Linked DNA regions of Sus scrofa: region 1 is linked to region 2. A link is a contact called in public Hi-C data. All regions are on one chromosome and are shown on one strand. Each heading gives the region's core, a stretch centred on a gene start, on an enhancer-like site or on the middle of the called end of the contact. The rest is flanking DNA. Distances are from core to core; before and after follow the strand shown. Region 1 holds the start of BAZ1A (bromodomain adjacent to zinc finger domain 1A). Region 2 overlaps LOC100153150.

What was found. Hi-C and Micro-C count contacts between places; a contact is called where the count stands out from the background.
Region 1: a contact with region 2 is called in a Hi-C map of liver, with 2.6 times the contacts expected there. The contact joins the promoter of BAZ1A here to the enhancer-like site in region 2. A contact is called at or near these places in 5 of 47 Hi-C or Micro-C datasets (blood, embryonic fibroblasts, liver and 1 more).

What each region holds. Positions count from the first base shown.
Region 1 is chr7:64,965,337-64,972,480 of Sscrofa11.1, reverse strand. BAZ1A (bromodomain adjacent to zinc finger domain 1A) reads right to left here and starts at 2,855. Exons shown (of 27, transcript NM_001244159.1): 1 at 2,611-2,855; 2 at 1,981-2,151. The coding sequence starts at 2,093. It overlaps LOC106507712, which reads right to left and starts at 3,054. Exons shown (of 3, transcript XM_021100054.1): 1 at 2,561-3,054; 2 at 2,208-2,505; 3 at 2,113-2,151. The coding sequence starts at 3,054. The coding sequence ends at 2,113.
Region 2 is chr7:64,894,345-64,901,208 of Sscrofa11.1, reverse strand. LOC100153150 reads right to left here. Exons shown (of 8, transcript XM_021099173.1): 3 at 6,779-6,864; 4 at 4,648-4,769; 5 at 2,384-2,494; 6 at 439-545. Among named protein-coding and RNA genes, the nearest start is that of SRP54, 20 kb to the right of the region's middle. Within about 2 kb of position 4,693, at least 3 of the 83 cell types and tissues checked have an H3K27ac peak or open chromatin away from gene starts, as enhancers often do. A contact at or near this core is called in liver, where this site is marked.

The DNA.
Region 1 (7,144 bases), core at 1,606-4,105, 73 kb before region 2:
AACTGCCTGTAATTTCCAAAAATCCAAACACTTCAGCACAGAGAAAACAGAAAACAAAAAACTAGTTTTTTTTGTTTAACTCTAAAATCGTAAGACTACATAGGATATTAACGGAAGGTAGGTTTGGAATACCAAAAGTCTCTTCTTTTATTTGGCATTTTAGCATTCTCCACGATTATAACAACTCTTAGGTTCCTCACCAAGAACCTAAGTATATGAAAAGTGTTTAATTCAAGAAGGATAGTGGCCATATTCATGCACCCTGCTCAAGTGAGAAGAGTGTCTCAGAAAGATAAGACTGCTCCAAGGGAGAAAGGTTTGAAATTTAAGCCCATTTCCTATTTTGTTGACACTTTCATTAAACACAATTTTTAAAAAAAAAATCAGCAATTACCAAAGATTTTAATTAAACCTCTTTAAAAATAAGACATCATCCTTGTCAAGTTACCTAACCCAAGTTCACCTAAGTAGTTACAAAAGTGAACTCTATTTGAGTAACAAACAAGTCTGTACAGGAGCAAAATAAGATGTATACTCCTACTTAAAAGTACTGTCTGCTGGAAAAACTTCTCTAGATATCACATGTTTTACCTGTAGCTTCTTCTGTGGAGCTGAAGAAAAAGAAGGCTTACTTAAAATAGAAGCCCCAAAGAACTCTTTTCTATCTTCACTACTCATTTCTCCGACAGATGCGGCGTTTGCCTGAAGCCCTCCCTCCGTGAATCCCCCACTCAGAAAAGGTGCCTCCTACACACAGTTTACTTGGTTGCTGTTAACTCTCGGTTTCTAAGCCACAAAGGGATTCCTTCTGAGTAGAGAGGATAAAGCACAAGAAAGAGGGAGGATCAGGCTGTTTCAGCGATGGATCAATTCAGGTTCTCACTTGGAGATCCTGTTTAAACACAGCTCTAAAACACCCCGTCGTTAAGTGACACGGGACAAGAGGATCTCTTGGGAAAAACCAGGCGAGGACCTAAAAATTTAGGGGTTGAAACTACACACGCAGTAGCTCCTCCGGATTCATATCAAAACAATAGCGAGTGGCACATGTCAGGCGGCCCACATGCGCAGGGGGATAAAGAAGAAGCTGACTGGGGTTGGAGTTGAACTTGTCTTAACCCCCTCCCCCAACCCCCTCCGGCGCTCTCCAGGCTTCGCAAAAGTGAAAACGAGGGGGCGCCCGGGGCCCTGCTCTCCCGCACCTCCTCTTCCCCCGCCCAGCCCCGACTTCTTCCTCACCCGGTCTCCCGGGGCGGAGACGCTGAGTTCCCCGGGGCCGGGAGTTAGTCACCAAGAAGAGGCGGTGACAGAGCGCACGGCTCGCTTAGCACACTCCGAGGCCTAGCCTCATCGGACACCGGAGGCAGCCGGCGGAGGCTCTCCCGGGCCCCCTGGCCCCCGGCCCGCTGGGGAGCCCCCTCCTTCCCCGAGTCCCAACTCCGCTCCGCCCCCGCCCCTACCCTAGGCAGCTCCAACGTCAGGCTCTACTCCAGACCAAGGAAACAACGCCCAGCCCGGCCGTTTCCTGCCCCCAGGGGCGGGGATTCCCTCCCGGGGCCGGGGGACGGCGGCTCCGCGCCGCTGACCCGAGCGGGGATCCCCTCGGCCGCCAGGCGGGGATCCCGGAACTGGCCCCGGAGCGCGCGTGTGGCCGCGGCGGGGAGGGGCGAGGCGGGGAGTTTCCGCCGCTCGGCTGCCGGGCGGCTGCCGCGACTGGAAGCTGTCCCCGCGGCCGGCCTGGGACCCGAGGCTACTCTGCCCGGGCCGGCTCTACCCACGCGCGCCGCGGCCAGTGGGGCCAGCCGGGGGCCCCGCGCAGTCACTGGTTGGGCTCGGGGGCCAAAGAAACGCGGGCCCGCGACCACCCGTCACTTTCCCGTCGCCCCACCAGAAGCCCAGAGCGAGAATAAGGAAAGAGACAAAAGGACGTGGGGGAGAGAGTCCACACACTCCCTCGCACCCCCCGCGCCCGGCCCTTACTCGTAGTGGCGGAAGATCTCGTTGGTGACTTTACAGTAGAAAACTTCCTCGTCGGGCCGTAGGTCCGCGGGCGGCTTCTGTCTCACAAACGGCTTTCGGTGTAGCAGCGGCATCTCGTGTCCGCCCGCGGGCTCACCCGGACCCTCGGCCGCCCGCGCCGGCCCCGCTTCCCTATCAAAATTGGAGGGAAAGGAAAGCCGGTAAGGTGGGGAGCGCTCGGCGGCGGCGTGGGCCGGTCCGCGCGCCGGGGAAGCTCGACTGCCTTTTGTGTGACTGACGCGCCGCGACTGCCACCGGAGCCGAGGTCGCTCCTGTCGCGGCCGGGGTATCGAAAGAGCGGAGCCGCCCCACCTCCGCACGCCCGGCTGCCGGCTCACAATGGGGCCGGACGCCCGGCCGCGGGCGGGCAGTGCGGGAGCGACGGCGGCCCCCTCCCCCGCGCCCTCTCCCAGCCCGCGGCCGCCGCCGCCGCGGGGCTCACAACGTGCTCGGCGCGCAGCCGGCCGGCCCGACGCCGCGAGGGAGCTCGCTGCGGGCGGACCCCGGAGTCACTCCGCTTTGTTCCCCCGCTCTCCTCCACTTCGCTGCCGGCGTCGGCCGGCTCCCGAGCGACCACACGGAGCCCCTCACCTGCAAGTACGCCGGCTGCCACTTCTCCACCTTCTCAACTACAAAGGCGGCGAGGGGAGGCTCTGTCCCCCCCGGGGGGTCGCTTCCCGCCGGCCCCGCGGCGCTGCTGGCCGCCGCTTCTCCCGCTGCCACGGCCTGGCTCCGCGCGGGGAATCGCGTCCCACCGCCACTTCCCCGCCTCTCCGAGCTCCTGGGAAGTTTCTGATCTACTTTCGGCTCCGAAGGAGGAAGAGCTGTTGGGAGGAGCTTTTCACTTCTCGCTTCTACCTTTTTATTGGCTACTCGATGACTTTTACAGCCTGTCACTGATACAGGAAGAGACGGCGGAGAGCCTGGGAGAGCTACATTATTAATTAATAGAGCAACCCCTTGTGAAGAATCAGAAGCATCCTCCATGTTTGCGATTATCAACCCAAAGATCTGCGAAGAGCGCTGGGGTTTCATAAACACGCGACTAACAAAGTAAAGCCTTCCTCTTCAAGTCTGGCACCAGCGCTTGGTTCCGCGATGGGAAAAGGAGTCCTATTGAGATTTAACTTTTATTTTAAGGAAGGGAAGAGGGAGGAGAAATAAGAAGTGGAAAATATTTTGATATTTTCTAATTCAAAATTAGAGTTCTCATGTCTAAAAAATAATTTGCTTATGTAAAACCTTCACCTTGAAAATACCTTTCTTGACAGCAATGCTCTTTACTACTAAGGACAATTCAAAGACCTAAAAAAGTATGTCGGAAAATGTCATCATGCCTATAGGGCCCCCTCGTATTTAAATTAAAAAGTAGTATTTAGAAGAATACGGCGCTGAAAACATTCTGCAAGGGATCAGTATTTAATTCAATAATTCGGAATTTTAAAGATTGTGGATTTACTAGTGAAATTTTCCCTAAAACGACTTTCCCATATCAATGATTTCCATATGTGAAACTAATTTTAATGATATAATGTGACTTTCGAATTTAAAAGAATTTTCCAAAACTACAAATAACTTTAAATGTTTGCCAGCTTTATATTAAATGGTCTTTTTGGCGACAACCTTTGACATTTGCTTACTTGCATATTAACATGTAAGAATGGGCCTAAAAGACAATTTGAAGAGCAGCCATTCAACAAAGGATGTAACTAATTACTAATATTATGAAATGATCTCAGTCGTAGAAACAATGTGGGATCATCTTTGTTTCTTCAAATTAAGTACATATGTGTACTGGAGCAGAAAATGTAAGGGATCTATTCAAATCTCAAGAGTTGTCATTTTTAAACTTCTTTTAAGATACTTTTACGTGGCTAGAAAAATTTTGTGATTCAAAAATCATTAATAAAATTAATGCATCTTAGTGTATAGTCAAAGAGGCTTGGACATACTTTCAGGGGTTAGTAAGTATATTCCTCTGGATAAACTTCAAAAAATTACCCACTCAAAGATTTGAAGTTTTAAACTGGCCACCCACTAGTACACTGAGTGACACTATAGAATTCCTTACCTAGAAAGTAATTTTCCAGGTGAAAAACTTAGAGCCAACAAAGATAGACTCATAACAGGGACAAGGAGGATGGATAATTTTCAACCAATATTGAAGCATCGCTCTCACAGTTCAAAATCCCAACTTAACTCTCAAGCTAAAAATGGGTGAAATTTTATCTGAATATATAGTATTTATATTCCTTAGGTCTGTTTGTTAAGCCGCTAAAATCTCATTAAAATCATGATCAAAAATAGTAATGTTGATTTTGTTTCTATTAAATACAATTTTTTAAAGAATTGGATTCTCTTTTTGTACTAACCTAAAATTGAAATTTTATTCTACTTGAAAAAACACTATCATCTCAATTTCCCTACTACCATACTCAAATTTCAATACCATCATAACCCAGTTCTCTCAGTTACACTAAGATTTTAATTTGATTCATAGTTATTATTTCAGAACATGTTCAGTAAATAACTAACATTAAAAAGTTTAGTTTTTATGTGTTTATAATGTTTGATCGAATTGATAGCATATTAAGCTAACTTAAAATAACACTTCTCTTAAAGTTATCCTACACGTTTACTACTAAAAGCTTACCTAATATTTATTTCATATTTTGGTGTCATGATCACCTCTTTGCTTTATTAATTATTACTTCTAGGCCATTGAGAGTGAAAACTCACTTGCTATATTCAGAAAGTAAAGGATGCTGTCATGTAATAGGGCTTTGTGTGGAAAAAAAATGGATATATTGTAAACTATAAAAGTTAAGGTATCACAAAGAAAAAAGAAAACAATGAAATTAAGTCCTTAACAATTAAGTTAAACATTTTTCCTCCATTTATGTGCCAAGTCACTGTACTTCCTCATGCAAGGGATACAACACAAATGTATCCTATCCTGGCCTCAAAAAATGTACAATCTTATATGGAAGAGATGATGTAAAGACAAATAACAGATACAAGAATTATTTGAGTCCTGATGATCATAAGTAGTGTAATGCAAAAAGAGAAGTAATAAAGATTGAAAGAAACTATAGAAGGGGAACCCACGGTCGGTCTTAAATTAAGTCATCCACAGGGCATAATGTGAAGGGCAACAGAAAGCTCATGTTCCACCATATCCCCCCACGCCCCATAGTCTCAAGATCCAACCATCTACACCCTGTCATCCCTTTGTGTAAAGACCCCAGTGGTCCCCACTTATATGTAAAATGTAAATATACTAGTTAGGCAGGACATAATATCATCAACACCTAGTTTACATATTTGAGAAAGTATACTGCTTTAGGTAAAGACAAAACAAGATTATGAAATATGTTTTACAAGCTTGAGCTAGAATACTTTTCCTGTATTCTATTGACTGGTTGAAAAAGGCTTTACTTAGGTGGTTTGGTGAGACAGTAATTACTCAGAACTGAAAGAAACTTTTGGGAACTCTTAATTCTCTCATTTTGTAGCTGAGAAACAGAAGCCCAGGAACTGAAATCTAGGCCCCTGACTCCTTGGTCTAGTTTCTTTAGACGACACTGCTCTTTCCATAATATCTAATTTTCTTGTAGACTCTACTCATGCTGTATCTATAAATAAGCTAAGACAACATTAGAAATCCTTCCTAAACTGCTAAAATGTGGAAGGGGATAAGTTATATATATTACTCATGATCAGAAATAATAATTCTTGGTGGCTCAGTGGTTAACGAATCCGACTAGGAACCATGAGGTTGCGGGTTCAATCCCTGGCCTGGCTCAGTGGGTTAAGGATCTGGTGTCGCCATGAGCTGTGGTGTAGGTCGCAGACGCAGCTCGGATCCAGCATTGCTGTGGCTCTGGCGTAGGCCGGCGGCTACAGCTCTGATTAGACCCCTGGCCTGGGAACCACCATATGCCTTGGTGTGGCCCCATAAAGCCAAAATAATAATAATAATTGAGAATTATCCAGGAAAGCAAAAGGGGTGATAAGAATCTTAAATCTAATTGAAGAGCTGACAAATCCTATCTCCGTGCTTCGGTTAACATATCTAACAAATATAACACTTCATGTCCCTCACCTCTAAGTTGCAGTTATACAAGTATAGCTGAGAATGATGTCTTAAAAATACATACAAAGAATATCTTCAACTTCATAACTCTTGCTTTAGTATCTCTGACACCTGTCTCAGCTCTTCTATGTTCTCTTTTTAATGTCTTTCTAATTCATGGCATTTTGCCTATAAAAGATTTATATACATTGTTCTTTGGAAGCAATGAATATGTTTCCCTTCATATCTGAAATCACTGGCCTAGTATTAGGATGGTAGGGCTTGACCTTAGTTGCTCACTGAAATCACCAAAGGGGTTTTGGAAAGACACTGATGCCTGGGTGTCAACCAATTAAAACAATTTCAGAAGTAGGGACCCAGGCATTTGGTGTTTAAAAGTCTATTCAGGTGATTCTAATGTACTGCCAAGGTTGAGAACTACTATGCTTTGAGGAGATTGGATTGTTAATGCTGAAGTAGTAATGTTGGCAATTCAGAATTCACTTTTTATTCAATGCTTTCTGATTAAAGTCATGAATTATGGGATGGTAGTGGGGTTGAAAGAATAGTCTATGACCATTATCATTATCATGGTAATAGTTTACATTTAATGAAGGCTTCCAGCTTATGGCGCGTACTAAGGACTTTAAATGAACCATCTCATGCCGTTCTCACAACAAAGTACTATTCATCATTTCCATTTTACATATGAAGCCATTGAGGAGTTCCCATTGTGGCTCAGTGGAAACGAATCCAACTAGGAACTATGAGATTGCAGGTTCAATCCCTGGCATTGGCTCAGTGGGTTAAAGATCTGGCGTTGCCGTGAGCTGTGGTGCAGGTCGAAAGACTTGGCTTGGATCTGGCGTTGCTGTGGCTCTGGTGTAGGCTGGCAAGCTGTAGCTCTGATTAGACCCCTAGCCTGGGAACCTCCATGTGCCTTGGGTGCAGTCCTAAAAAGACAACAACAACAACAACAACAACAAAAAACATATGAAGCCATTGAGGCTCAGAGAGGTTAATTAAGTAGCATGCCCAATGTCATACAGC
Region 2 (6,864 bases), core at 3,444-5,943:
GTATTAACTGTTTATGGTCTGTAATTACATGCATTTTTATTTCTCAGCAGTAGAAAATCTCACTGATGAACTATATGAATGTAATGCCCCTTCATACATATGGAAAGGAGCTTTTCTACATCTAAAGTATACATATGTCACTACGATAAACAAGTCAGCAAGCCTAAATGACCAGAAAATCGGTGTCTCAGACTACAGGAATTTTATAACTAGAGGAACCTATAAGTTCTGATGAGAAGTCAGAAAAGTGATGACAGATTTGCTAATTTTTCTACTGCTTAACTCACTGTGCTGGACCAGGGATCAAACCTGCGTCCCAGCGCACCCAAGACGCCTCCAATCCTGTTGCGCCACAGCAGGAACTCCTCTACCAATTCCTTTTCATATTTTGTTGGATATATCTTAAGAACAGATATCGTGCTTGAATACATAACGTACCTGGCCTGTTCTGTCTCATTAAGAAAATATTCAAAGACATTATTCATTACAGTAACATCAGCATTTTGAAGAAGTGAATCTTGTGTACAGATGTCTGCATGAAGAACCTAAAGGAGAATGAGTTCACATAAGAGAACAAAGATAGCGTATCATATAACCACATAAGAAATATCTATTGGATCAATGATGTTGTGAGGCAGTATAGGAGATTCACACTTCTTAAAATGGGAAAACAGAATATTTAACACTACTGCATATGGAAGATACTTAATATCTAAAAAAAGACATAAACCTGTGAAAATTTTGTTTTAGATGGATTTACTTATGTAGTCATGATTGTACTCTTTTGACTCCCAGTTCAGAGCCTTTCCCACTCTATTGCTATTATGAGTCAAAGAACTAGGTTCAAACTCTGGCTCCATGATCAACTAGGTTTTTACTTTAGGTAGTCAATGTCTTCATAAACAAATAGTAACGTCTGTCCTGATTCACAGAATCAAATTGGATCATGTAATTTTAAAAGTATTATAAATTGTAAACTTGGTGTTTCATTGTGGCTCAGTGGGTTAAGAACCAGTGTAGTCTCCATGGGATTGGGTTACTCCCTGGCTTGCTCAGCAGGTTAAGGATTGGTGTTGCCGAGCTGTGGCATGTGGCATAGATCGCAGCTGTGTCTTGGAACTGGAGTTGCTATGGCACAGGCTGGCAGCTGCAGCTCCAATTTGACCCTAGCCTGGGAACTTCCATATGCTGCAGGTACAGCCCTATAAAGAAAACAAAACACAGCAAATAAACCATAAATTTTAATACAATGTTAACTCGCCTTGTCTGACTCTTCATCTAAAATTCACTTGAATATATGATCTAAGAAAGCAAACAAAACAATTTGTTGGAAAACCATATACCTCAAAAAATTAACTTATACTATAATCAACAAGTCTTGTAGATAAGATAATAAGAGGAAACATTTGTTTGCTCAAGAGCAAAGCAAATAACTTCTATTTTAAAAAGCAAGAAAAAGTTTACTTTGTATCATGTGATTTTTTCCAAAAAAGAATTTAGTCTTACAAATAAATAATATTCATAAGTTTAAGTCTCAATTTCTAATTAAATTGACATTCTGTTAGGCATGTGATCCTGATCATGTAAGAGCAGTGTGTTTTTGTTTATTACATACAGAATAGTGAGAAAAATTCATGAATTTATTATTGGACAACGACTTCTCTTTGATTATTTGCCTCTCAATTTTTAAGATAAGAGAGGGAGAGAAAAAAGGAAGAATGGAAGGAGATTGAAAAATTTTCCTTCTATAGAAAAGGGAAAGGATAGCTCCTTAACCTTGCTAAAACATGTCTTTCATTATTAGATTACACTTAACTTCAAAGACCCTTAGATACTCAATATTTGTGTACATTGCTATTAGAAGTGTAGGATCACTAGTGAAATAAAGATTGCTGCTTTTACCAAAAAACCAAAAACTTCCTTCCCCCTTAGAAAAGAGAAAATTCTGTCATAGCCCAAACCAGGGCATCATTTTCCCATGAACTGCAATTCTGTGGCACCCACAATTCCTCTTAAAAGCTTAAAAAAGAAGATAAAGAACTGTGAGCACTACTTAACCTATTTGCTTACTTTCAACAGAGTTAAATATACTTCTCACCAACATCGAGAATTTCAAAATTGCTGCTACCAAAACTATAGTTGATATGAAGAAAATTAAGAAAAAAAATTCTATTTTCTAATAAAATTAGGGAGGAAGAGAAAATGTGGGTGGAACATTCACATTCATCTTTATTATTAATGTTTTAAATATTAAGTTAATTCAGTCTATTTCCACAGAACAGAAACAAAAAATATTCAAAAAGATTTTCCAACTCCAATTCTGAAGAATTCCGGCCAAATTATTCTATAACATGGCTAACAGAATAAATATTTAAAAGGGTACCTTTATTCTGTCAGTGAACTGGTACTTTTTTATGATCATATCCTGCAACTGGCAAAAGTCTCCATTCAATTCCACTCCAAATAGCTGTGATGCTGAACTGTAAAGATAACCCTAAGATATGAAAACACATTATGAAGTGAAATAATTGACTTTTAGTTGTGGGTTTATCTCTACTTAAGAAGTCAAACTTTTAAAAGCAGAATTCAGAAAAATAAAAATAAAAGGATATATAACATTTTATAATTTATGTAAAACAACTCTAAGAACTTGGCTCTTATTCATCAAGATCTTGATTGTAGCTTATTAATTTCCATTATTTAAAAATAATTATATTTTAAAGATTGATTTCTTAACTTTTTCCAATAAAACTCTACATTCAACAAAATTGGAAATGAGAAAAGTGATCACATCTGTATGATTCTTTATTTAATACCCTATTTCTGTAATTTCTTGGGAAGTTACATCAGGGGAAAGCAAGAAAGGCATTAACCTGTGGGAAATATAATGGAAATTCATGCACAGTCTGACATAAGAGGAAGGTAGCTGGAGGTATGTCCTGTTTGTCTTAGGGAAGTCAGCCTGGTGTCTGGCAATTTGCCAAAGATAACTATAAGTTAACAAGAATCATCAAGAACTGACTATATATTATTATGTATGTGTTTTTTATTATAATAAAAATATTCTCATGAAAAAGGTTGAATCATATTCTGAAGATCATTTTATATCAACTATAACTGTGTAAATTAAATTTTTTTTTCTTTCATTTTGGGCCACCCCAAGACATATGGAGTTCCCAGGCCATGGATCAGATTGGAGCTGTCGTTGCAACAACTTAAGCCATAGCTGCAGCAATGCCAGATCTGTAACCCACTGTGCTGGGCCAGGGATGGAAACTGCCACCCAGAGCTCCTAAGATGCTGCCAATCCCATTGTGCCACAGCAGGGAACTCCGTGTAAACTAAATTTATTGTTATAGCTCATCGTGGATTTTTAGAATATGTTCAACAAAGCATATATAAATACTCAAAAAGTTTTTGACTCAGTGACCTAATACTGAGAAAAATGATAATATTCATTAACACTGCCAAATACATGCACAGCCACAATCATTTCAGCTATATACTCTGCTAGCAAATCACAGAATTAGTAAGAGTGAACGAAATATGGTAAACAATCATAATCTCTCATGTTCTCCAAACAAAGCTATTTGACAAACTCTACTTTCTCTCATGGCAGTCTTTCCCAATTACAGAATAAAAGTCAACACTGAACAATAAGTGAAGCATTAAAGAGTTAACTGTTTCTATTTAAGCAGGCAGTGATGCTGGAACTGATAGTGCCTTTTTCTGGCATGAACCTCTACTGCTGTTGGCCACATGTTTGAACAAGTCTGCTAATGACAACCAGAAACCACATTTCAGTTTTTTGGTAAAAGCATTTAAGAACAGTAAAAAACTCATGATGTGAATTTTTTTAAAAAGCCATACTGGGAGTTCTGTCGTGGCACAGCGGAAACTAATCCGACTAGGAACCATGAGGTTGCAGGTTCAATCCCTGGCCTTGCTCAGTAGGTTAAGAATCAGGCGTTGCTGTGAGCTGTGGTGTAGGTCGGAGACGTGGCTCACATCTGGTGTTGCTGTGGCTGTGGTGTAGACTGGCAGCTGTAGCTCCGATAAGACCCATAGCCTGGGAACCTCCATATGGCACAGGTACAGCACTAAAAAGCAAAGCAAAAAAAAAAAAAAAAAAAGCCACACTGAAGTGACATTTCAGAAACAAAAGTCTACATTCTAACTTTGGATCATAGAAAACTAGAGAAAGATGTGTCTGCTCACTTACAGGTGAGGAACTTGAGGCCCAGAGGTGTTAGGTGACTTGCTAATAGCTGTATGCAATTTCTTAGGTAAAATAAATCTGTCAGTTTTATAAGAGCTCTTATCAAAGCTCAGCATACTATTTCAGTCCGGAAAAAGAGAACGGAGTTAGAGGGCAGTGGGTGAGTGACAAAAGAGCAAAGTGTTATGAGGGTCACCTGTTTTTGTTTTGCTGCTATTCCTTCATTTATGTCGCAGAAACAAACCAGTAAAGCAATCAGAGAGCTGGCCTTTGAAAGTCCAAGTTCAATACACTATTTTAACAGTATTATTCTGTTACTTTAATAAATAAAGCCAAGCTGTCACCTTGGATGGTGGCAGGCAAAAGTGTTGCTAGTAGGAGAAGAAAGTATTTCCAAATGTTGAGTATGTCCACAAGCTGGACTTTACCCCATAAAGGACGGTGCCAAGCCTGGAGCCAACGTCAACCAAGACCTTTCCCGACAGATCAGGGAGCACGTGATGATAAATGAACTTCAATTCCATGAGAGAGAAGGAATGAGAAATAAACCCTGGAGAATTAGAACAGAGTAAACATTAAATTTTGCTGGGGGATTAACAATTCTATTCTGCATTTCTAATCCTTTCACCTATAAAGTATATTTCATGTTTTTCTTCATTAATGAAAGCCATTCAGAGCTGATTTAGAAAAAAAAAATCAATGTGGTAATATTGCAGTCACTCTGAGCTGTATGACACAAGAACAAACACGAAGTCTATGACATTTAAGAGGCCCCCAGGGAATTGCTACTCAGCTGCCTGTCCCACCCTGGTGCCCTGCATTTCCCTCTTGCTCCTGCTTTAGGCTGTCCTTGGTTTTTCCCTTCCTCTTTCCCTACGAGGAGTTACAGTTATCTGGGCTGGCCTGGGTACCCAGTCACTATTTACAACCTGATTTTTATGGGAAAATGGATCTTAATCTCCAAATTTTTGTCAAACATAGGTCTTCTATAAATTTCTACAAATTATGGTGTTACGGTGTTAGAATATAATTACAATTCACTTTTTAGTTTTGCCTCTATTGTTCTCATCTGAGTCCTTTTCTATTCTGTGAATTTCAACTACTTCAAATGGAAATCTTAAGTACTATCTAACAACAGAATCTTAAACCAGTCAACCTGGGCAGTTTAATCCCCCAACTATAAGTACAATATATTTGTATTAACAACATATTTCAAATTTGGTAGTAGTAAACTGTTGAGAATGATATTATCTGAGATCAATAACATGAGAACAGTATTACTTACCTACTCTAAGCAATACCTCTAAATCTAAGTGAGCAGGGAGACTGAAATAGCATGTTTAAAATAATAGCCCAGAGGGAGTTCCCACTGTGGTGCAGTGGGTTAATGATCTGGCTTGTCTCTGTGGATGCTCGGGTTCTACCCCCAGCCTGGCACAGTGGGTTAAGGATCTGGTGTTGCTGCAGCTGTGGTACAGGCTGCAGCTCTGGCTGGGATTCAATCCTGGCCTGGGAACTTCCATATTCTGTGGGGATGGCTGAGAAAAAAAAGAGAGAAGAGAGAGAAAGGAGAAAAAGTAATAGCCTAGACAATCATATCATCTGAATAAAAAAAATATTGTGAACAGAAGAGTTTAACATCTTAGCAGCATGGAGTCAGTCATAGCTTTCTAGTTGAAACATGGGTGCCTCATCTAAAAGACAGAGATGTAGTAGATCTATCACAAGAGATGTTCTGTGTTACGGACTGCAGATGCTCCACTAGGTCAAATCATGGCCTCAACAAACTCTCAAGAGTATCTAACTCTGTTTTCTGAGTCTATGACCATTTGACAATATCCGATTACCATCTGACTTCTCAAGTAGATATCTCTAGAGGAGAATGTTTTTGGGCCCCTTGACAGTTATATTTCTCACTGAAGTAAATCAGCATTATGGTTAAATATGAATCTCTTTGGAGTATGGAAAGTTTGAGTCAGTTTCCCTGTATTCAACCGTTTCCGATTAGTTTGTGGACCTGAAAAGTCACCTCTGATTGAAGATGTTCAGTGAAAAGCAGAAATACCCTCCTGGGAGACATGAAGTGGTCTAGCCTTTCTTGAAAATGTTTCTATTTAGTTTCCCTGACTGCAATCATTGGTAATGGCTATGCTGTAGGTTGGCCTTTTTTTTGTCTTTTGTCTTTTGTCTTTTGTTGTTGTTGTTGTTGCTATTTCTTGGGCCGCTCCCGCGGCATATGGAGGTTCCCAGGCTAGGGGTTGAATCGGAGCTGTAGCCACCAGCCTATGCCAGAGCCACAGCAACGCGGGATCCGAGCCGCATCTGCAACCTACACCACAGCTCACGGCAACGCCAGATCCTTAACCCACTGAGCAAGGGCAGGGACCAAACCCGCAACCTCATGGTTCCTAGTCGGATTCGTTAACCACTGCGCCACGACGGGAACTCCCAGGTTGGCCTTTTTGCTTTCAAAAACAGTGAACGTTTGGTCAAGAATTTGCAAGCTCATGACATGTAAGGACACATGGAGTCGTCAGGTTTGTAGGCTTGAATGCCCACCTAAGGGCGCTGTCTGGTGTGAGCCGCACACCATACAGTAGTTTCTGCTCATTTTTCCTTGCTCACATAATGAATCAATAAAGTCT